7 separate regions of the Mus musculus genome follow, and regions 2, 3, 4, 5, 6 and 7 are each linked to region 1. The links are chromatin contacts, called in public Hi-C, HiCAR-type, HiChIP or PLAC-seq and promoter capture Hi-C maps. All regions are on one chromosome and are shown on one strand. Each heading gives the region's core, a stretch centred on a gene start, on an enhancer-like site or on the middle of the called end of the contact. The rest is flanking DNA. Distances are from core to core; before and after follow the strand shown. Region 1 holds the start of Pcbp4 (poly(rC) binding protein 4). Region 2 holds the start of Bfsp2 (beaded filament structural protein 2, phakinin). Region 3 holds the start of Trex1 (three prime repair exonuclease 1). Region 4 holds the start of Acad11 (acyl-Coenzyme A dehydrogenase family, member 11). Region 5 holds the start of Nckipsd (NCK interacting protein with SH3 domain). Region 6 holds the start of Ip6k2 (inositol hexaphosphate kinase 2). Region 7 holds the start of Dnajc13 (DnaJ heat shock protein family (Hsp40) member C13).

Evidence for each region. Promoter capture Hi-C pulls out the DNA fragments that hold promoters and counts their contacts. A called contact is a pair of places that touch in the nucleus more often than the background predicts. HiCAR-type assays count read pairs that join an accessible place to other places. HiChIP or PLAC-seq counts read pairs in DNA pulled down with a chosen protein or histone mark.
Region 2: a promoter capture Hi-C map of liver shows a contact between it and region 1, with 2.8 times the contacts expected there. The contact joins the promoter of Bfsp2 here to the promoter of Pcbp4 in region 1. A contact is called at or near these places in 3 of 39 promoter capture datasets (the C10 cell line, liver and pre-B cells).
Region 3: an H3K27ac HiChIP or PLAC-seq map of thymic regulatory T cells shows a contact between it and region 1, with 11 times the contacts expected there. The contact joins the promoter of Trex1 here to the promoter of Pcbp4 in region 1. A contact is called at or near these places in 3 of 39 promoter capture datasets (liver and pre-B cells), 4 of 115 datasets of contacts at active chromatin or transcription factors (bone marrow-derived dendritic cells, memory CD8 T cells, regulatory T cell precursor and 1 more) and 2 of 9 other capture datasets (liver and pancreatic islet).
Region 4: a HiCAR-type map of astrocytes shows a contact between it and region 1, with 2.6 times the contacts expected there. The contact joins the promoter of Acad11 here to the promoter of Pcbp4 in region 1. A contact is called at or near these places in 1 of 39 promoter capture datasets (pre-B cells) and 1 of 115 datasets of contacts at active chromatin or transcription factors (astrocytes).
Region 5: a promoter capture Hi-C map of liver shows a contact between it and region 1, with 5 times the contacts expected there. The contact joins the promoter of Nckipsd here to the promoter of Pcbp4 in region 1. A contact is called at or near these places in 3 of 39 promoter capture datasets (hippocampal neurons, liver and pre-B cells), 1 of 484 Hi-C or Micro-C datasets (embryonic stem cells), 1 of 115 datasets of contacts at active chromatin or transcription factors (astrocytes) and 1 of 9 other capture datasets (liver).
Region 6: a Hi-C map of B cells shows a contact between it and region 1, with 5 read pairs. The contact joins the promoter of Ip6k2 here to the promoter of Pcbp4 in region 1. A contact is called at or near these places in 2 of 39 promoter capture datasets (liver and pre-B cells) and 1 of 484 Hi-C or Micro-C datasets (B cells).
Region 7: a contact with region 1 is called in a Hi-C map of CD8 T cells, with 8 times the contacts expected there. The contact joins the promoter of Dnajc13 here to the promoter of Pcbp4 in region 1. A contact is called at or near these places in 1 of 39 promoter capture datasets (pre-B cells), 1 of 484 Hi-C or Micro-C datasets (CD8 T cells), 1 of 115 datasets of contacts at active chromatin or transcription factors (astrocytes) and 1 of 9 other capture datasets (adipose tissue).

The regions. Positions count from the first base shown.
Region 1 is chr9:106,452,322-106,455,386 of GRCm38.p6, reverse strand. Pcbp4 (poly(rC) binding protein 4) reads right to left here and starts at 1,549. Exons shown (of 13, transcript NM_021567.5): 1 at 1,380-1,549. It overlaps Abhd14b (abhydrolase domain containing 14b), which reads right to left. Exons shown (of 4, transcript NM_029631.3): 4 at 2,469-3,065.
Region 2 is chr9:103,478,784-103,481,848 of GRCm38.p6, reverse strand. It overlaps Bfsp2 (beaded filament structural protein 2, phakinin), which reads left to right and starts at 1,601. Exons shown (of 7, transcript NM_001002896.3): 1 at 1,601-2,114. The coding sequence starts at 1,623. The region is part of intron 2 of Gm16252 (a long non-coding RNA gene); the gene reads right to left.
Region 3 is chr9:109,057,842-109,060,906 of GRCm38.p6, reverse strand. Trex1 (three prime repair exonuclease 1) reads left to right here and starts at 1,656. Exons shown (of 2, transcript NM_001012236.1): 1 at 1,656-1,718; 2 at 1,979-2,975. The coding sequence starts at 1,986. The coding sequence ends at 2,930. Atrip (ATR interacting protein) reads left to right here. Exons shown (of 13, transcript NM_172774.3): 11 at 198-278; 12 at 395-644; 13 at 999-1,160. The coding sequence ends at 1,066. Atrip-trex1 (Atrip-Trex1 readthrough) reads left to right here. Exons shown (of 14, transcript NR_153412.1): 11 at 198-278; 12 at 395-644; 13 at 999-1,718; 14 at 1,979-2,974.
Region 4 is chr9:104,062,289-104,065,353 of GRCm38.p6, reverse strand. It overlaps Acad11 (acyl-Coenzyme A dehydrogenase family, member 11), which reads right to left and starts at 1,630. Exons shown (of 20, transcript NM_175324.4): 1 at 1,451-1,630. The coding sequence starts at 1,593. Uba5 (ubiquitin-like modifier activating enzyme 5) reads left to right here and starts at 2,233. Exons shown (of 12, transcript NM_025692.3): 1 at 2,233-2,562. The coding sequence starts at 2,408.
Region 5 is chr9:108,806,779-108,809,843 of GRCm38.p6, reverse strand. It overlaps Nckipsd (NCK interacting protein with SH3 domain), which reads right to left and starts at 1,464. Exons shown (of 13, transcript NM_030729.4): 1 at 1,190-1,464. The coding sequence starts at 1,360.
Region 6 is chr9:108,782,406-108,785,470 of GRCm38.p6, reverse strand. It overlaps Ip6k2 (inositol hexaphosphate kinase 2), which reads right to left and starts at 1,659. Exons shown (of 6, transcript NM_001379600.1): 1 at 1,601-1,659.
Region 7 is chr9:104,261,449-104,264,513 of GRCm38.p6, reverse strand. It overlaps Dnajc13 (DnaJ heat shock protein family (Hsp40) member C13), which reads left to right and starts at 1,584. Exons shown (of 56, transcript NM_001163026.1): 1 at 1,584-1,815.

The sequences.
Region 1 (3,065 bases), core at 300-2,799:
TAGGTTTCACAGCATGGAGGTGGGCTCAGCCAATCACAACTGGAAAAGCCTCACCAATCAAGAGAGGAACCAGAGGCCTAGGGAGGAAGGGGGTTGTTTAGCGGACTGCATGGGAGGCGTCGGGCAGGCCAGGAGACCCCGTGGGTCCACCTGTACAGCTTAGCGCTCTTTCTTTCCTTCAGGAGCTAGGAACTGGGAATGGAGGCTGGAGGAGAGTGGGCGGGTGGACAGAGCCTGTCTGGGGACACAGGGTGGGGCAAGCCATCCTCTCTGCAGCCTGGGCCTGCCAGGGTGTGTGGGCCGCCCGCTCCCAGCCCCCCACCCTGAGCATGCAAAGAGAACAATCCCCTTGTGTTTGGGCAGCCTGAGCCTGCGTGCTGATGAAGGCTACGGGGTGGGGGCTGGGATAGGGGTGCTTTGAAACAAGAAGGGGTTCCAGGACCTAGAAAGATAATACTCTCAAATGGAAAAAACAATAGACCCTCCCAGATGTTGGCCCTGAGGCCACCAGGGTGACCCCACTGAACACTGAACGCCAGAGATAACTCCTGACCAAAGCTTAGTGTGTTTATAGGGAAGACAGGAACCCTGGGGACACATGCCTTGTTGGTCCAGGGAGAAGGTAACGTCTTTGGCTTGGTGGGAACCCAAAGCCACACATTCTGAGAGAAGGGGTGTGAAAGGACCAAGGTACATCCCCTGGAGGACCATTCCCTTGGGTGCCGGGGTGGGGCGGGGCTCTGGGTGCCACAGGTCTCAAGATGGCGGGCCTGGTTTAGGAGTGTGAGGAGGTGGGCACCTCCCTCTCCTAGCCAGGGATGCCTGAAGGCCAGGTTTAAGTATGTGGCGGAGTCCCTTCACCTCCATCCCCAGTACCCCAGCCAAGAAGCTAGGTCAGAGCTGGAGATGAAGAGCCACAGGAAGGGGGGAGAACACTGTGCTCCCAACTATCTCCATCCACCTTGGCCTGGAGGTCTGTGTCTGGCTCCCCGAAGGACTGCAGAGAATGGGAAGGGGTGTGTGTGAGAGCCAGGAGCTGCAGAGAGTGGCAGATGAGAACAGGGACGAAGTAGAACCCGAACCCGGGACATGAGGTCCAGAACTGAGAGCTCAAAGGACAGAAACGGCAAACAGGATGAGAGCTTCAAACCTGGTACCCAAGGTCCAAGAAACCCCTCCCTGTAGTGGGGTGTTCCCCTGGAAAACCAACGCCCCCCACCTGTACAGGCCTCAGCCGCATTGGACAGAAAACGTGTTCTTCGCAGCGCCCCCCCCCCCAGGACCGCGATCGGGTGCACACTGGAGCCGATTCCCCGCCCCCCCCCAGCGAACCCCCAAACTTCAATGGCCCGCGGTGCCCCGCCCGGCCCGCGCCTTACCTCGCTGGGGCTGTTCTGCGGCGGCGGCAGCGGCTGGGCCGCTCAGTCCCACATTGTCCCCGGGAAAGGCGGCCGCTCACAACTGCGAGTGACATCAGCTGCGAACAATGAGGGGTTTGACAGGCGCGGAGCCCGGCCGGCCCGGAGCCCGGCTCCGCGCCCCCCCACCCCCACCCCCCGGCCCGCCTGGCCCGGCCCCGCCCCGCCCCCTCCCCGGATCCGATTACAGCGCGGCGGGCCCGCCCCAGCAGCCCCAGTGCCGCAGCCGCCCGCCCCGCCCCGCCCCGCCCCGCCCCGCGCGGTCCGGCGCCCCGAGCATCCGTCGTTTCCGGGAGGGAGCGATGGACCCTTCCCATGCGGCTCACCAGGGGCCCCGGATCCTCCCTGTATGGCTCTCTCCCGGCCTGTCCTTCCCGCCCAGCGCTTCTGCGGAGCTCCCCGCAGCCTTCATCTCAGTCCTGGCCGCGCCTCCCGGCTTCTGTCCCACAGCCCTCTGCCCTGCCCCGGCTCTTGCTTCTTCACCATCCTTCACTCCGGGGTCCAGCCCACCTAGACCCGCTACCTCCGGCGTCCGCACTGTCCGACCCTGGTCCTGGTCCTCCCAGGAGAGGCTACCCGACCAGCTGGAGGAGGGGCATGAGAGCCGTTTGGCCCTTAAACAACCTGTCCCGTGATCCTTCCAATCTCCTGCCAAATTCCTTTTGGAGCTAGGGTCAGAGTGCCATTAACTCCTTTACTAGGAAAGGGATAGGTTGTGTGTGTGTGTGTATATGTGTGTGGGTGGGTGTGTGGGGGGGGGGGGGAATTGAGCCTGCCCTTCCCCCATCTCAGAGCAGATATTCTCCCCCTTTCAGTAATCGGCTCATATAGGTCCCACTGACCTACACCTCCCCCCTCAGCTGAGTCTCTTGGCACCTGGATGTATGTGGGTGGGGAGGGGAATCCAATCTCCCTTTCCCTCCATCTGGCCTAGTGGACAAAGGGCAGGGGGACCATTTGGTCCCGCCAGGGTGGGGGAGGAGCCCACAGTGGCAGTCCCAAGGGGAAGGGGGAGGGGCGGCGCTCCGGAGACAGCAAAAGCATGTGAGGTCTAATTGTATCACTTTATTTCAGGGACCTCCGAAGTCGGTCTCCTCTCCTTATCCCACTCCCAAACCTCAGGGCAGGAAATGGGCTTGGCTGAGAAGATCCGTGCTTGATTACCTGGGGAGGTATGCAGCCCCTAAGGGAGATTTGAAGAGCACCTCCCCTTCTGAGGAGGCCATTCTGGTCTGGGACCAGTTGCAACGGGTAGGTAAGAGAAATCTAGCGGTGGCCACATTTTTATCCTGGCAAGTGGATCTCTGTTTACAAAGATTCCCTCCATCCTTCAGGAAACTGCACATGTACCTGTGCAAACTACACAAGAATGTGGGACCCCTGTGCTGCTCCCAAGGGAAAGGTTCTGTCTGGGTGTGGGATGGATCTAAACAAGCAATACCCATATGCTGTCTGTGGTCTAAGGGGGGTGGGCGGCAGAAGGAATGGCTGTCCTGTGGAGCGGCTGAAGAGAGAGATGGATCAGAAAGTGAAGTAAGGCAGAAGTGAGAACCAAGCGGGGAGCCTGTAGAGGAAGCTTATGGATTACCCACAATCAGAGTTCTCCCCTTGAACCCGACGCTTTTTCCACTTGATTTACCGCCTTGA
Region 2 (3,065 bases), core at 352-2,851, 3.0 Mb after region 1:
ACATTCTGGCCATGGGATCCCTGGGTCTTTTATCACAAAGGGAAATAATAGTACCTATGAGATAATCCTTCTGAAATTGTACATTATGCACCCCAAACAGCAGTACATGTCAACTGTCTATTTTCCCGAGTTCTAAAGTTGAACTGAAAAAAAAAATCAGAAAATGGAATTATGCTCAGAATTGGATATACTCAGTACCCACCAGAAATTGATTCCTGTTGCCTTCTCTTGCCTGGAGTCAACTCTCACATTACAGGATCAAGGAATCCAAGGTCCATCTCTGGACTTGGGGTGCATGCTTTCAATACACTAAAACCTCACTCAGCACATGGTGTTTTAGGGCTATGTCATGCTCAGGCTGAAGGGACCATTCTAGCCCCCCAAAGTGATTGGGATATAACCATTGACAGTGTGACTTGGAAGATGCCAAAGGCCAGGATTAAAACCTGAGGTGCCTACTCACAACCATCTGTAACTCCTGTTCCAGGGGATCTGACACCCTCACACAGATATGCATGCAGTCAGATCACCAATGTACATAAAATAAAAAGAAAAGAAAAACCTGAGGTGCTGAAAAAACCCAAACTTGGAGCACCCCTGGGTACTTTCCAGAAATCCCTTTGTTGTTCTCCCTTCTTGGTTTTATTAAAGGGTGTGACAGAGGTGGAAGGGAGACCAGAGCCTAACAGCTGCCCTGCAGCTCAGGTCCTAAAACGTCTGCTGGCTGTGTCAGAGTTAGCAATCAAGCAGCATGTACCACAAGGTCTAGAGGAGAAGAAACATGGCCAACGGCCAGCTGCTGACAAGCAGAGTGTCAGAGGGCAGACATGAGGGGGAGGGGAGGACGGAGCTGGAAGGGGCCTGGAATGGCTACTGGACCTGAAGGAAGAAAGCATGACCAGGCTTGCTTTGTTTCCCTTGGGCCTGTGGGGCTGCCTTCCTCCATGGCTGGCTCCTTTGTGCGCGCACACACCTGCACACATGCATACACAAAGAGATGCGGACATCCTCTGTAATTAGCCCAGAGGCCCTTACACGGAGTCCCAGCTTGTAGTGTGAGATATGGATATCAGAACACGTGTCATCTAAGGTTCTGTAGCCTGTTTGCTCACCAGTGAAGTAGGGACAGTTTGTTGCCTGCCTGGCCCTCTCTGTGGTAGTGACATAATAAAAGCCATGGACTGGGGTTCATAGTATGCATGAGACCCTGGATTCTATTGCAGGAATTGGAGGCAGAAGAATCAAAAATTTAAAGTCATCCTGGCTGCATAAGGATTTTGAGGCTTATCTACATTAGAGACCATTTCTAAAAAGAAATAGGCAAATCTAGATGATCCATTCCCACAGGCTGCACTGCTACACCCCACCCCCACCCCCACCCCCACCCCAGAAAAGTCTGGACGGCTGGGCACATGACCCAGCAACAGAGAATGCCTGTGTGCCTCTCACAGGCTGGTGGGGCGGTTCTCTTCCAGCTCAATGAATGCCCGAAGCTCATGGAAGGCAGTAGACAAAGAACACGGGACAGGGAAGCTTCCAGAGAGGCCCATGACCAGGCTGGGGCTGGCAACCAAAAGCCCCTGGACCCTGTAAACCTGCCAGGCACCACAGAGGCAGAGAGGATGAGCAAGAGGAGAGTGGCAGCGGACTTGCCCTCGGGAACCAACTCCAGCATGCCCGTGCAGAGGCACAGGGTGTCATCCCTCAGGGGAACACACTCTCCATCCTCCCTGGATAGCCCCCCAGCATCCAGGACCAGTGCTGTGGGTAGCCTCGTCCGTGCCCCTGGGGTCTATGTAGGAGTCGCACCCAGTGGTGGCATAGGTGGTCTCGGTGCCCGAGTGACCCGCCGGGCCCTGGGCATCAGCAGTGTCTTTCTACAGGGCCTGCGGAGTTCAGGCCTTGCCAACGTGCCTGCTCCGGGCCCAGAAAGGGATCACACTACTGTTGAGGACCTGGGGGGCTGCCTAGTGGAATATATGACCAAGGTGCATGCTCTGGAGCAAGTCAGCCAGGAACTGGAAACACAACTGCGGGCTCACCTGGAGAGCAAGGCCAAGAGCTCTGGAGGCTGGGATGCCCTCCGCGCCTCCTGGGCCAGCAGCTACCAGCAGGTAAGTCCCCCAGCTGTGTCTAGAGGCTTGCTAGAGGTCTGAGAGGGGATGGTGAAGGTAGCAGCAAAGATGGTGGGTGATCAGAGGCCAGGGAAGTAGATCTCTTCCATACCAAAACTGATGGTCTAGTGTTAACACTGGCTGCCATTCACTAAGGCTGACCAGGAGCCAGGACCCCCTAGGCATAATGCAACCCCCCCAAAAAAAATTTCCAACAATGTTCTGTAACCAATCTCTCACCACATACAGTTTTCAGATGAGAAACACAAGGTCCCCCAGTTCACCAGCTAATTGAGCAGCTGTTCTCAACCTGTGGGTCTCAGCCCCTTTGGGAGTCACATGCAGATATCCTGCATATCAGATGTCTACATTATGAGTCATAACAGTAGCAAGAGTACAGTTAGGAAGTAGCAATAATTTTATGGCTAGGGGGTCACCACAACATGAGGAACTGTACTAAAGGGTCGCAGTGTTAGGAAGGTTAAGAACCACTATATTGGCAAGATGCAGCAGATATCTGACCCTGGATTTTCTTTCCTCAGAGTTACACTTGTCCTGCTATCTGGGGTTGCCTCTGTCACTTTGATGGTTTTCAAGCCATCAAAGAACCCAATACCATTGAGTGGATGTGCTAGTTTACATAACTACTAAATAAATGGAGGGGTGCTTCTATATCCAGATAAAATGGGTATACGGGATTGTCAGGGTTTCTATTCCTGCACAAACATCATGACCAAGAAGCAAGTTGGGGAGGAAAGGGTTTATTCAGCTTATACTTCCATACTGCTGTTCATCACCAAGAAAGTCAGGACTGGAACTCAAGCAGGCCAGGAAGCAGGAGCTGATGCAGAGGCATGGAGGGACGTTCTTTACTGGCTTGCTTCCCCTGGCTTTCTCAGCCTGCTCTCTTAACCAAGACCACCAGCCCAGAGATGGCACCACCCACAAGGG
Region 3 (3,065 bases), core at 407-2,906, 2.6 Mb before region 1:
GGGCCCCGATCCTGGTCCTGGAAGCAGTAAGCTGTTGGTGAGATTCAAGTCTGAAAGCCTGAGACTACCACTACTTGTACCCCACTTGTGCAGGCAAGCAGTTGTAGACGTAGCTAGAGCACCTTAGAAATGCCCGCCAAAGCCCTGTGACAACCGTCTGTTCTACATGGGATGGGTACTATCTCTTCTTGTTCCAGGTAGTATGGCTCTTGGCCAAGCTGAGTGTACAGAGCCCTGCCCCCGCTGGCATTGGTTCTGACTGTCACTGCAATGTAGAGGTGAGTGGCCAGAGACCAGCATCATGGATGCTCAGTTAGTTAAGAGCAATCCTGTTGATCTTGAAGTGGTGAGGTGAGTAAGTCTCTGGACCTCAGGCTGTGCCCTCTCACCCTAGGCAGTCAGAGCGCTCACTGTGATGTTGCACAGGCAATGGCTGACGGTGCGGCGGGCAGGAGGTCCAAGGACCCACCAGCAGAAGCAGACGATACGCTGTCTGCGGGACACTGTGCTGCTGCTGCATAGCCTATCTCAGAAGGACAAGCTCTTCACTGTGCACTGTGTCGAGGTCCTGCATCAGTACGACCAGGTGATGCCAGGGGTCAGCATGCTGATTCGAGCCCTTCCTGATGTGACTGACTGTGAAGGTAAGCTAGCACGACACTGTCCTAGCCTTCGTGTGCCTCTGTCAGACTCCTTTCCATGAGTCTCCCCTTGCCTCCAGAGCCATTCCTGGCACATGGGTATTACCTTCCTGCTCTGGGTCTTTGAGTATGACAGGTTCCCATTTGATGGTGTCTATTGAATTGGCCTCGCTGAGCCATGGTTTTCCACAAAGATCTGTCCGAATTGCCTTTGTGTCACTTTTGCTCACAGTCGCTGAGGGAGCAAAGCCTGTGCATAGAAGGGACTGGTTGGTTCCTGTGACGCTAGGGAGCATGGGGGCCTCCAAGCCCCCACGCTGTCGAGTTAACCTCAGACCCCTCTTCCTTTTGGCTCAGAGGCTGCCCTGGATGACCTCTGTGCTGCGGAGACTGATTTGGAAGACTCTGAGATGGACTGTAACTGAGGGCCTGAGCATCCAGCCACAAGGTGGCGCCAGCTCCCACCGCCGTCTTTGCCATATCCACTGATTAAAACTGCACTTCCTGCTGAGAACACAAGCTTTGTTTCCTGAGTCCGATTTGTGTGGCTGAGAGGGAGGGACAGGGCAGACCAAGAATTGATGAGATGACTCCTGCTGGAGTTGAGATGGCCCCCATGGTAACTGATCTGCCCTGAGGAAAAACCCTGCCCCTCTTCGGGAATTACCCTGAGTCATAGCTTTGGGCGGGGGCCGTGGTGGGGGCAGGGGTACGTTTGTGGCCAAGGAGGCAGCCCTTTTTAGGAAGGCCTGGATCAAGGACTGGGGGAAAGACAAGAAAAGGCAGAGGCTCACGGGCACATTTGAATCCTAGAGACAACCCAGTTTGAGTTGTCAGTGTTGGGGCAGTAGTCCATTTTACCAGCCAGCAGGATCACAGATATGGATCTAGGAAGGCCTTTGGGGTGCTTGGGGAGGGAGGGAGGAGCGTCAGCACGAGGGCCAGGCCTGGCAGGCTAACAGCAGGGCGGGCCCTGTTCAGGAGGCAGGCCTATGGGTGGACCCAGGCAGTTTTACTTCCTCAGCCACACTGCTGCCAGCAGCAGACCCAGCGGAGTGCCTTGCTGCCTGCTTCTCGGTAAGTGTGGAGTAAGGGTATGGGGTAAGGCAGAAGAGAATAGGGTTCCCTCACCCTGAAGGTAGTCAGCACTAGGGGAAGGGCCTCCCTCAAAAGGCAAATAAGTAGTGGATCCATCCCACTAGAACAACCCTGCCCTCCAGCTTCTAGTGGCCCTGGATAGTACCTGCTGAAGGGAAGGGCTGAGCTGCCTTTCTGCACCCCACCTCAGCCCACTTGAGACCTTCCTGCTGCTACTCATTACCCCATCTCCTCCCCAGGTTCAGCATGGGCTCACAGACCCTGCCCCATGGTCACATGCAGACCCTCATCTTCTTAGACCTGGAAGCCACTGGCCTGCCTTCGTCTCGGCCCGAAGTCACAGAGCTGTGCCTGCTGGCTGTCCACAGACGTGCTCTGGAGAACACTTCCATTTCTCAGGGACATCCACCTCCAGTGCCCAGACCGCCCCGTGTGGTGGACAAGCTCTCTCTGTGCATTGCTCCAGGGAAAGCCTGTAGCCCTGGGGCCAGTGAGATCACAGGTCTGAGCAAAGCTGAGCTGGAAGTACAGGGGCGTCAACGCTTCGATGACAACCTGGCCATCCTGCTCCGAGCCTTCCTGCAGCGCCAGCCACAGCCTTGCTGCCTTGTGGCACACAACGGTGACCGCTATGACTTTCCTCTGCTCCAGACAGAGCTTGCTAGGCTGAGCACTCCCAGTCCCCTAGATGGTACCTTCTGTGTGGACAGCATCGCTGCCCTAAAGGCCTTGGAACAAGCTAGCAGCCCCTCAGGGAATGGTTCGAGGAAAAGCTACAGCCTGGGCAGCATCTACACCCGCCTGTACTGGCAAGCACCGACAGACTCACATACTGCTGAAGGTGATGTTCTAACCCTGCTCAGCATCTGTCAGTGGAAGCCACAGGCCCTACTGCAGTGGGTGGACGAACATGCCCGGCCCTTTAGCACCGTCAAGCCCATGTACGGCACTCCGGCTACCACTGGAACAACCAACCTAAGGCCACATGCTGCCACAGCTACTACACCCCTGGCCACAGCCAATGGAAGTCCCAGCAATGGCAGGAGCAGGCGACCTAAGAGTCCTCCTCCAGAGAAGGTCCCAGAAGCCCCATCACAGGAGGGGCTGCTGGCCCCACTGAGCCTGCTGACCCTCCTGACCTTGGCAATAGCCACTCTGTATGGACTCTTCCTGGCCTCACCTGGGCAGTAAGTCAAGAGGGGAAATATGATGAATAAAGACTTCCATAGCACTGACTGCTTGCCGCCTCTGCTTCTCAGCCTGGGCCTCTGGCCATGCTCAGGCCCTAGGGATGAGGTACAGTCCCTCTCTCCTGCTCTCTTAGCA
Region 4 (3,065 bases), core at 381-2,880, 2.4 Mb after region 1:
TGTCTCTCTCTTTCCACAATGTAGTTTCCAGGGGGTTGTCTCAGGTTGTCAGGCTCAGCAGCAGGTGCCTTTACCTGATAAGCCATAGAACTGGTCTAAACTTTTAAAAGATTCCTTTGAGATTTTTGTGGCCTTACTATTTCTCTCTCTTTCTATCTATCTACTTTTATTTTTATAATTTTTCATATGTCCTGAAAATGAATGTGTTTTCTCTGTTGAATATGTACATCTATGTTAAATCAAGATTATATAACATTCCTGGAAAAATAGTGTTTGAAACCAAGGATTGCTACATAGCCCAGACTGGCCTCAAATTCACAATCATTTTTCCTCAGCCTCCAATCTCCAGGGATCTTTAGATTGTTGGGATTAAAGCCATGTAGCCCTAGGTTTGACTTCAGAAGTACTTTTTTTTGTATCACAACTAATTTCATGTATTGAGCATGATTTTGGTGAACATCAACTTAATTCAGAATTATTTTAAGTCTGCACAGGACCACAGTAATGTGAACATATATAACCTTTATCTGAAAGCAGGACAATAAGCTGGCCAAATTCCACAGAGTGAACTAATCACTGAAATGTGAACTTTGACCTGCTTCAGTCTGTTTACAACACAAAGTATTAAGTTTAGAAGTGTCAACTATTACTTATTCCACCTCTCCACGGATATTTCAATGCTTAAGTCCTTTCACCTAAATCACTTCATTTCTTTATCAAGACTAATGGATACAGGCAAATATTACAGGAAAGGAACTTTGATCTCTGAATTTATGTTACAGTTAAATCCCCAGATAGAAAGGCCAGGCACAGTTTACTGAAACCATATGAAATGGTTTTATACTGGAACTGTATAAAAGTAAAAAAAAAACAAAAATCAAAAACCAAACAAAAAATACCCTCTCTATTTACAAAACACCAGACTAAAACCAGATTCACTTGTCAGTGGGGAAAGGTATTCTTGGAGTCACCTCCTCCCGTTTAATTCCCTTGCTTCAAGAACTTAGGCCTTAAGTGGTGCTAAAAACAGTGAAGTGGAATGTCTAGAATCGAATTGGTATATTTTAGCTGGTATTATTAACCTAGCCCCAGGTGACTAAGGTCAATTAAACAAAATGGCACCAGCCCCTCAGAAACTGATCTTTAGATTGTAGCACAGAAGGTCACAGAAGATATCTATTAGGAATTCAAGAGTGTTCAGCCGCAACACTCTCGGTGAATTAGACACATAATTTTAGTCCTTAACAAGACTGCACTGCATAATGGATACTGCACCTCTGCTCCTGCCCTCTAATTCAGACTAGCCTGGGATTCGAGTACAAATTATCCAGGAAGCATCCTTGCAGGGAAAGAAATCCCGACCGGGCAAATGAGACACCCACCCAGGGCCAAAGGAAGCGAAGCACCAAGCACAGACATGTTCCCAGGAGGCAAAGGCTATGGTTGATACCTGTATTGAGTAACAGTCAGCACAGCCCGGGAATCTGACCCAAAGCCCGGCAAGTGCTGATTCAGGTAGGCCTCCAGGGACCTGAGGTCGAACTTGTGCTGGGGTAGCACTTCCACGGTGTCACTGGTGACATCCGTCTCCATGACCGCCACTGTTGTCACCGAGGAATCCACAGACTGTACGGAGGTTGCGCCAAGGCAGAAAGGAGACCGGCACTTGGGGGGGGGGGGGGGGGGGCGTGGTCGGGCGGGGCTTAGGAGAAGCCAATCACCGGGACTCTGGGCAGTGTTGCTGCAAAGCCATGTGGGAGGCGGAGTCTGGGACTCGGAGTCTGGTGGAGAAATAAAAGAATTGCCTGTTGTGGGACCAGACTTAGAATTTACCCTCAGCGTCAGAGCTGGAGTCCTCAGTCTTATAGAAAAACAAGGTCGCAAACGTGACTCTGGCGAATGAAGACAAACAGCTGTCACCCTAGACTAAGGACGCGCCAGCGGAAGACCTGTGCGGTCCGTGCAAGAAGAGAGTCCGCCAGAACCTTGAGCCTGCATTAAAAGACCCTGGTGTTTCTCATGGCCTCCTAGATAGGAAAGACGGAATGGCCGTCGACTTGATCTGGACACATATGATGCTGGCTCTGCTGAGACCTGGGTCTTGGTTCTAGAGAAGAAAGCTAAGTGTTTTGAGGAGTGTTTTTATTTATTATTATTATTTTTTTTTTTTTTTTACCGAGCGGAGCGATGGCGGCGGCGCACCGGAAGTGGCACGCCGGAAGCCCGGTGGGCGTGCCGGAGACGTGTCTTACTGGGAGCCTTGGAGCCGCTTCGCCGGTGTCTGGACCTGGAAGGCTGTGTCTGTTCCTCCTGCGCTTCGTGGGCCCAGCGAGGCAGCGTGGGGAGGCGGCGACGACGGCGACGGCGGCGGTCCGGCCTGGGATCGGAGGCCACCGGGAGCCCAGCCATGGCCGACTCGGTGGAGCGGCTGCGACAGCGGGTTGAGGAGCTGGAGCAGGAACTCGCCCGGGAGAGAACCCGGCGCTCTGGAGGGGACGGCCACTGCGGCCGGACCCGCATCCAGGAGATGAGCGACGAGGTGTTGGATTCCAATCCCTACAGGTGATCCATGACGGGGCGGGCAGGGCCACGCTCCGCGCGAGGGATTCAGCCGGCCTCCTGCCGCTCCTTTCCTGCTGTGGAGGTCCAGTTCCCAGATGGGCAAGGCCATGTCTTATGCTAGTCAGAAGATATTCTTCACCAAGCGAGTTGGCTCACGATTCATCGTAGCATTCGGGAGGGTGAGGTAGAGGGGGTTGTCGTGAGGTCCAGGTCAGTCTGGGCTACAGGAGTTGTAGGCCACTTTGGGCTGTGTAGTGAGACCCCTTTTTTTCTGCAAGGAAGGAAAATAACATTTTATTAAAAAAAAACAAACAATCCAAGCCATCCATCCATATGGTGGAGCTCTTCTGCCTGCTGTCCTGTACCCAGTTTCCTGTCACCATTATCTTTATTAGTCTACCTGGCTCTGCATCGGCTGATGCATAGAAAGCTCTGTCAGAGTATAATATCTCATGTAAAGTCGCCGAGGATAGAGCACCGTTTCCTAAATGCCTCTTGGTGTA
Region 5 (3,065 bases), core at 215-2,714, 2.4 Mb before region 1:
AGGGCTTCCTCAAAGTCTCCAAAGAGACCTGGGTGCTCAAAAAGCTGAGCTGGGTGTGACACAGTTTAGATTTTTCTCACCTGAACACCTCTAGAGGAGACTGAGAGTCTGTGAGGAGGACCCTAGAACCAAGGGTCCCTCGTCTTTAGCAAGACCAGATGACATTTCCAAATTTATCACAGTATTTCTGTCCTTAACTGGGCTGGGACAGGATGTTTCCATAGCTAGGGACTATGAGTCTGGAATAGCCCAGACTGCCCTGGGTCCCCTTCCTCCTGCAGTCAGAATAGGCTAGCTGGAGACACTGCAGCAGGACTACTCTTGAGCAAACAGGAACTGGAGCAGGCTCCACTGGAAGGGGACCAGGCCATCTTCAGAACGGGAAACCATGAAGGAGGCTCACTTCCTCACAGTGTGGACAGCTCCCATTCCAGGATGGAGCGCCCAGATTTCAGAGGAAGGAAACCAGAGAAGTCAGGAGTGGAGGCTTGGGAGAAGTGGGGGCTGTGCCAGGGAACCTTGTCTATCAGCAGGGGCCAGGGGCCTTGGTTCCTGAAGGGTTGGGGAATTGTCCTTGGGGAGAGCTTGATAGGTGGGCGGGTTCGGGATACAGAGATACTACAGGAATTGGGACTCGCATAAGGGACAGGAATGCCTGTGGCTCTGGGGTCCAAGTGTGTGGGTGGGGTGGGGACTAAGAACCTGGAGGGTGGTTGAGGAAACAGGTGGTGTATGAGGTGGCACAGTCAGTGGTGGGCACGGTGATCTTTACAGTTAAAGGTGGAGGCTACAGATTGATGGGAGATGGGCATCCTAGGGATTCAGGAAAGGGGAACGAATAGGGTTTGGAGGTCTAAGGGACTTGGATAATGAATGGACTGGAAGTCTCTGGATCCAGCTCGAGAATTCAATGCAGATGGAGGCTCTGATTATCGATGACAGAGAGTCCCTGTTCCAGAATTAAGCTTTTCACGGGCCTGCGGTTAAATGTCAAAGGCCTAGTCTCGGGTGGGTGTTGACGGCCCTTCCGGAGGGGTCTCAGTCCTTACGGCTCTTGGGACTTAAGGTCAGAGTCTCAACCTCCTTGTCTGGTAGAAGTCCCGAAGAATCTGACTGAGCTTCCTGGATCGGTTCTGCGTGCTGGTGAAGGGGTTCGGTCGAGAGGCCTGGGACGGAGGGACACACTCACCTGCAGGCGATGCAGGTAGGCAGGCGGCACGTACCCGGTCTCGCCACTGCGCGCCCGTGCTGCTAACCACCAGTGCGTGCTGCTGCGCTCCAGCACCAGGAAGGTCTCGCCTGCAGCGAACGCCATGGCGTTCGGCTCCGCGGAGCGGAACGCATACAGCGCGCGGTACATGAGGCCGGGCCGGGCCGGGCCGCGAAGCGCCGGGGCTGGGTACGCGACGAAGGTTGCGGTGCCGGGAAGCCAGGCCCTGAGTGCCGCGCCGCCCGGCGCTTGCCCCGCCCCGCCCCGTGACACGCCGCGCGTGCGCATGCGCGACCGCCGGAACCCCGCCCCAGGAGCGAGTCGGCTCCAGTATTGGAGCGCCGCGCCCCCTCGCGGCCGAGAGAGGTTTGGCGGGGCGGGGTGGGAGTCTCCAGTTCCTTCAGGCCTCAGACTCCAGTCAGCTGACTTAGGGTCCTAACTCCCTCTCCCTGGCTTTCCTCCTCCTTTCCCAGCTCAGGTGCAAGCGCTGCGTTCCTTCCCACCTCCTGATGAAGGATGCTTATAGCCAGTGCGTCCCTGGGGACGGGGATATGGTGTTTTGCTTTGAGGAATCCTGATCAGACATTTGGAAGTTCTTTCTGGGGAGGGGTCTCCCCAGCGCATCTAGGCCTCACAGTGCCTTAGTACAAAGTCCCTACTCTGTCGCTGAGGTGGTGGACAAGTGTGGAGGGCAAGGGACAAAACCAGGTTGTACTGTCCAGAATGCATCTTTGCTACCCACCACATATACACTCCCTTCATATATACTGGCTTCTTTCCTATCTTGAGTCTTGCATCTGTTCTATTTGAACACTCCCTTCTGGACCACGCCCCAACTTGTCAATGACTATCCTTTTGCCATTTTTGTTGTTACAAAAGGATTTAAGTCTATGACCTAAGGTCATATTTACTCATAACGAATCAAACTGCGTGTATACATGCATCTCCTGTTTTAAAAGGCTGTCTGTTACCAACCCTGTCCTGCCCCAACATCACAAATGGCACTGGGGAAAAAAAATGGTTAGGGCAGAAGGCTGATAGGGTAGGGACTGAACACATGAGGTTTAAAAAGCATGTTTTGAGTTCTGAATGGTGGCATGATCCCAGCATCCAGGAGGCAGAGCTGTAGAAAGCCAAGATCAAGACCAGCCTGGGCTTCATAGTAAGAATCCGTCTCAAAGAAAGAAAAAGCATCCCTGACCTTCAGTTTAATATTCAGCCTAGCCATCCACATCTTTGAAATCCTTGGCATCCCTCGGTCGTAGTGAAGAAGGCCTAAAGGATCCTTGCATACTCTCCACTAATCTAAGGAGCACAGGATATACACACCATCAGACAATGTTCCAAGGCAAGGTCTCACTGTGTAGTTTTGGCTGTTCTGGAACCATGTAGACCAGGCTGGCCTTAAATCCAATGATCCATCTGCCTTTGCCTCCCAAATGCTGGGACTTAGGGCAGGTGCCACCACACCTGGCTTTTTCCCCCTAAAGACAAGGTCACACTAGCAGCACCAACTGGCCTGAAACTAACAGCAATCCAACTCCCTCTGCCTGAGTACTTAGATGAGCCAGACTACACCTAGACTTCGCTAATCTATTTTTAGGCATGGTGGAGGTAGGCCCAGTGGGATGTGGGGAGCTGCCAGAAGGCTCAGCCAAGACAAGAACTTGATATCCAGACCCTGGCTTTATCAAATGTTTCTGCCAATTTTTGGCAGTGCACACACACACACACACACACACACACACACACACACACACACACTTACAGAAGCTTTCAGGCACAAAGTAGTGGTAGCTCTTTGGAGCTATGCTGACTGGTCTTTGTAAAGGATGAAGCTGGTGTGATTATGGGA
Region 6 (3,065 bases), core at 410-2,909, 2.3 Mb before region 1:
TCTAATGTTCAGATACTTGGTTGTAAAGACCAAAATCTGTCTCCTAGGAAACTCTAAAGCGTCAAAGAAATACGATAAACTGGTTTCAACAACAGTAACAGGTCTAGTCCTGCTACTGACACACTTGAATTCTACTCTTAAAAGAAAACTAGAATACAGGTAAACCAGTCTGAGTTACACTCAATAGTTTAACCAACTTGATCTCCAAAAAGATTTAGTAGGCAGTCAGATGGCCTGTTCACACCAAACATAAGTACTCATTTTGTATTTCTATCTGTGGATAGCTGCTAAAATTAAAACAAAACCCTACAATTACACTCTCCACGGCAACAACTTGGTAAATAAGCATCTCCCATCTCTTAAAATGTTATCCCAGGGAAAGTGCAAATACAGCAAACATTTTAAATACTGAAAATCAACAACAATGCTGTCAACAAGGAAGGTCCTTTAAATTTTTCAAAATGTTTGTCTGCATCATATTTGCTGTTTCAAAACTGCCAGGGCTTCTTTCTTTTGGATCTTTTTATTTTCATAAATATTTATTAGTTGACAATTCCAAACATGTATACAATGTATTTTGACCATATCCATCCCCCTGGTCCCTTCTTATCCCCCTCCCACTGCCTCTGGATCCCTTCAGTACTTTTTCTTACAAATATTCGAAATTATTTTGTTCTTGCTCTATGTACATTTCTGCTAACAAAATGTTTATTTACATGCGATGACTAGCTCTATTTCCTTTCGCGTGTAAGAAGAGCCCTAGATTTCACCAGTTCCTACATTTTTCCCCATTTTCCCGCTAGTACAGCTTTCTTGATATTTGATAGAAATTAAAATCCTAAAAACGAATCAAGTCATTAGGAAGGATGCAGAAGATAGATGCAGTCTTGTTATCAAATATGAATAAAATCCCACTCGTGGTAGGAGCATCAGCATAAGAAGAAGAAAAAAGAAGACACCTTCTGATCCATTTTAAGATCTTAAAGGAGAAGAAGGGGAAAAAAAAAAAACCAATAAGGTTGGATGCGCAGATCACCCTCTCCCCCGCCTTTCCGGGATCAAAGAGGAGCTGACTGGCACAACTGACGTTCAACACCCAAAATGGCTGCACATCTGCAGGCCCAGGTAACAACAGTACCTGAGGATCCGGGCTGACCCTTCCATCCAAAGATAAAGACCCCATCCTCAAAGACCAGGGAGATCGTGGCCGGGGGACCTCTGTGAGACCAGAGATCCTGTCCTCCACCGGAAGACCCAGGGAGACCGCTTCAAAACCGGAGAAAGACACTGTCGTCGTCCCCCGCCCCCTCCCCTCCCCCGGTTCCGGGAGACCCTCCAATGCCGGGGGGAAGATTCTGCCCCGTCTCGGTGGGCAACGCTACTCTCCCCAGTAACTGCAAGGTACAATGGCCCCCCGTAAATAGGGAAGGGATGACTACACAAAAAAAGGGGGAGACCGCTTCTCAATGACAGCCATAGGACCCCCTTCACAAACCCAAGCCTCCCAGGGATCCCGGAGCCCGGCCGCTACCAGCACCGAAAACCTCTTCCCCTGAGCCCCGGGGTGACAGGGCCACGGGCCGGGCGGGGCGGGCGTTACCTGCGGCCACAGCCCAGTCCCGCGACGCTTCCGTCCTATTGTTTCTCTTCCACCAAAATGGCTGCGGCCGCGCTCAGCCCCGCCCCCCAACCTCGCTCCCAGGGCCCCTCGCTATTGGCTCGCACCCGAAGCCGCGCAAGCGGACTGGGCGGCCTGGAAGACTGTTGCTAGGGCGCCGGGATTCGCTTGGGGCGGCTTCCTGAATGGGCAAGGGGCGGGAAGAGGCGGGGCGTTGTCCTGAGTGAGGAGGGTGGCCAGTCTGTTCTGGAGTTGAAGTAACTGATGGGCTGTGTGCCAAATGGATCGATTGCAGGATGCCTAGGGTAAGGGTGGATGGACAGACAGTCCTGGTTTGCCCCGCACTGGGGAGTTTCCTAGGATACAGGAATGTCAAGGCCAGTATTCATTCTGTGATAAACTGCAAAGCTGGTCAACCTAGCAGATGGATGGACAGAACTACATGTCGCTAAGATGGATAAAGGGATAGCAGCAGGGAACAGAGAGAATGACTACAGACGATAGACAAATACATGGCTCTATAGGAGGCCAGTAAGACGGCTCAACAGGTCAAGCCGTTGCTCTGTTTCTCTCTGGCTCTTTGTCTCTGTCTCTCTCTCACTCACAAACACACACTCACACCACACACACTATAATAATTTTTAAAAAATGTTTAGACAGGTGAACAGATGAGTGGACAGACAGACAAGATAAAAGCCAATAGAAGTCTGATCAGAGGGATGTATAGGGTCCTCGGTAAATTGATAGGTCTGGAGCATAGAGCTCATCCAAGACTCCTTTGTCTGGAGCCTGTGTCATTCAGAAGGTCTCCTGCATGAGTGAACGAGTGTCAGCGCAGCCAGGAAAGGCAAGGAGCACGATGGGAACCATGGGCATGGGATGACCTCCTTCTTGGCTATTGGCCTTTCTGTAAAGGATGCCAGAGTTGTAACCCTGCATCCTGGGCATTAGCAAAGATGTAGCTCATAGGTTTTTAAAACTGAAGTATTTATTAAGCACCTACACTCTGCAGTGAGTGCAGTAAACAGATTTTTTTAATCCCTGCTTTCTAAAGGTGGACAAGAGAAACTCCTATTACCAACAGGTTCCTCTTGGAATCGCCTTCCCTTGAGGCCTTCATGGCTCTGTGTTCAGTTCTGTCTAGTTTTTCTTTTTCACATTTTTTCCTCTCTGTCTATACCCACTTACCCCGGGTCGTGGTTTTGTTTTTAAAATATTAACTAATTGAGTCCAGATCCCTCTCTGTAGCCCAGGCTGGCCTCAAAATTAAGGCAATTCTTCAGCATCAACCTTCCTCTTACTGGGATTACAGGCATGAACCGAGAGGCCCAGGTTTCAGGTTTAAATGCCAACTTCATGTTAATCGACCCCAAAAGTGTTTGCCCAGTTCAGGCTCTTCCTGGTTCAGTGTTCAGCTGTTGATAGACAGCCTGCCCTCTGGCTGTGT
Region 7 (3,065 bases), core at 335-2,834, 2.2 Mb after region 1:
GACGGAGGCAGTTCATGTTACCTAAGCTCCTTTCACCTCTGAGAATCCATTTATTTGGTTCCAAATATTAAATAGAGAGGCAGTGTCAAGGGTTTAGTAGTTTGATGACCTGGGTGTTACAGTCTGGGGCCAAATCTCGGCTCAACCTTTTGGATGAACCTCACCTTGATTTAGTCACTTAGGAACTCTGGGTCAGCCTTTTTTACCAAATAGAAATAGGACCGCCCACACCTAGTTCTGGCAATACTCTAAGGGTCTGTAACATATACAAAGCCACGTAAGCACATGCTTTTATTACCCTGGGATAGGCCAAGGGCATCTTGTTTTGTTTTTCATTGTTGTTTTTTCCCCTTTCCACTCTACTTCAGGTCTCATCTTTCCAAGCAAGCCATTTCTGGCTGCTCACAGGCACTTTTATTTCACTGGGACAGTGTGGGAAAGCCTTCCTAAGGAAAAATCTAGTCGTCTCCAGTAACACAAATGGGTCAGTCGGCCAAAAAGTCAAGTCTGTAGAAACCATTTTACATGTTTTTCATCCCAAAACCTCCATCTATGAAACGATTCAACCACAGACGGGGTCCCTGAGAAATTCCAGTTCCAGGGTTGCTACACAATAATAATATTAGGCTCACCAGAGCATTTAAACCTAGAACTGTGTGTCCATACAAGTTTTTTTCCCCCCACAGAATCACGTTTTAGAGGGTAGTCTGCCCCTCTCACATCTTAGATGAGACACCGTCTGTTGCTCAGAGCTCTGACACAATTGTCATCTGTAACTTTGTTTCATTCTGATACTGTCACTCTCCTGAGTTCCCCTCTTCATATAGTTTCAGTGAGTTCCTATCCAGAGAGCAGTTCTTGAGTCAACTTACTTGAGCTCAAATACTAAGTCTACTACTGTGGAACTACACATCAATTTATTATCTGAAAATAGAGGATAATCCCTATCTCAGACGGCTGCAAGTTAATTGACCTTAAGTAGTTGGCCAATTAAATCCTGGCTCTGGGATCAGAGGTCCAGGAAGGCAGCAGTGTTAACTGTCCCAACACTTCACCCGCAAAGGCCTTTGACCTCTGAGGCTTCGGTCTCCATTATCTCCCTGAACACTCAAAACTTAAATCCGCGTTCAGGGTGTGTCAGTAGCGAGTAAAAGTTATGCCCACGATGCAGCTAAACCAGAGATGCGCACTGAGGCTTTCGACGGCTTCGTGGATGCGCCAGGACACTGAAGACTAGGGCTAGGTAACAGAGCTGCTCCTTTGCAGAGTTACAGTAGCCAATGCCAGCGTCTGGCTGAGAGGCGTGTCTCCAGGGATTCAGGGGGCGTGGCCTCTCGGACCGCTCCAGGGGGCGTGGCGCCTCGCCTTCTGCTTGGGCCAAGGCTCTCTTTCGCTAAGCGCACGCGTACTTCCCGAGAGGCGGAACGGCGGGCGGCGCGCACGCGGCGCTTCCCGGAAGACGGCGAATGGGCCACCGAGGGAGGGAGCACAGTGCTCCCGAGGGCGGGGCGCGAGGCGGAAGCGCCGAGGTCAGCTGACAGGGTCTCGTGACGGCCGGGGCGGCGGCCACGCACGCGCGTTAGGGTTCAGCGCTCGCAAGCCTGGTGGAAGATGGCGGCGTCCAGGGCGAGCCTCTGAGAGGCAGAGGGAGGAGCGGAGGGGTGGGGGCCGCGGCGCAGGAACCCGCGGCGACAGGCCCCGGCGGGGAAAAGGAAAGCGAGAGGGGACGGGGCCGGCGGCGCCTCCATCCTACTCAAGACGTGGAGCCGGCGGCGGGCGGAGCTCGGGCTGGAGCGCCTCCAGCCTCCTGCGAAGGTAAAGCCGCCTCCGGCTCTGGGTTTCTGCGATGCCGCTTCCCACCTTCGGGGACCCGGGGGCTCCGGGCAGGGACCCCAGAGCGGGCGGCGTTAAGCTGCTGTGTGTGGCTCGAACCTGCTGAAGCCGCGATCCTCCGTCCAGGGATCCCTGCGCTCGGACCCTCCCCTCCCCCGGCTCTGAGTGACATTTGCCCGGGGCACTGCCCGGCAGCCCCACCCCTCTCTCTGCCTGGCCGTCTTTTCTCCCATCACTATCCCTGTCCCCCACTTCTCTCGGCAACTCTCCCCGACTCAACTCCACACCTCCTTCCCCTGTGGGCTCCGCCCTCGGGATTCCCTCCTGGATGCCGGCGCCTCCGGTTTTCTTAGGTTAGCGGTCCTGCTTCCTTCCTCTGGGGTCCCGCGTAGACTCGATTTTTTTTTTTTTTTCTTTCTTTTTTCCTCGTCTCAGTTTTGTTTCGATTTGATGGGAAAGGAGGGGCAGCTGCTGTTCTCTTCCTCAAGTCCTTTATCAAACACCAAGTTTTCCCCCCAAGGCTTTTCCTTCTTGTAAAGTAGCCTGGCCTGTTCACTGTTGCCCGTGCTGGGCTGTGATTTCACCTCTGAACGCGGCTTTTGGTGTAGGTGAAGCAGCACTTTGGACGCCCAATGAAGTGGGTGTTGAGAGTACACCTGCGTGCCCCCGCCCCCCAAAAAACCCCTATTGTAAGATGCTAAATTAGCCACTCTTACCTTGAAACCGTTTCCCTAATCACTTGGTGGAAGGATGATGTAAATAAAAATCGCCCCCTAACACAGAGATGAACTCCCAAAGTAGTGATTTTTTACTTCCACGATCTGCTTTTCCCGTTTATTCTATAGTTTAGTTTTTTTTTTTGTTGTTGTTGTTTCTAGTGCCTCATTGTTTAACTTAATTTAGCTTACAGCATAAAAGCCCCTTTAATTTTCATATATAGTATAAACCAATGTTTAAGTTGCAATATCGCAAATGGTGGCTCTGGCTGTTAATACCACATTACGTTCAGGGACGGGACCGCCAGTCCTAGTTGAGAAAACACTGAGTTCACATTTGTTTGGAAACAGGAAGTACAAACAAATTAAAGGAGAAAAAGAGGAGCCAGAGTTAAGAAACAGGGATGTAAAGACCTTAAAGCTAGCTTGAGTCCTGGGCCAATACCAGCATTCGTATTCCCCCGAGAAACTATGGATATTCTTTTCTAATGCAGTAGTAGTAGTGTAAATCATACT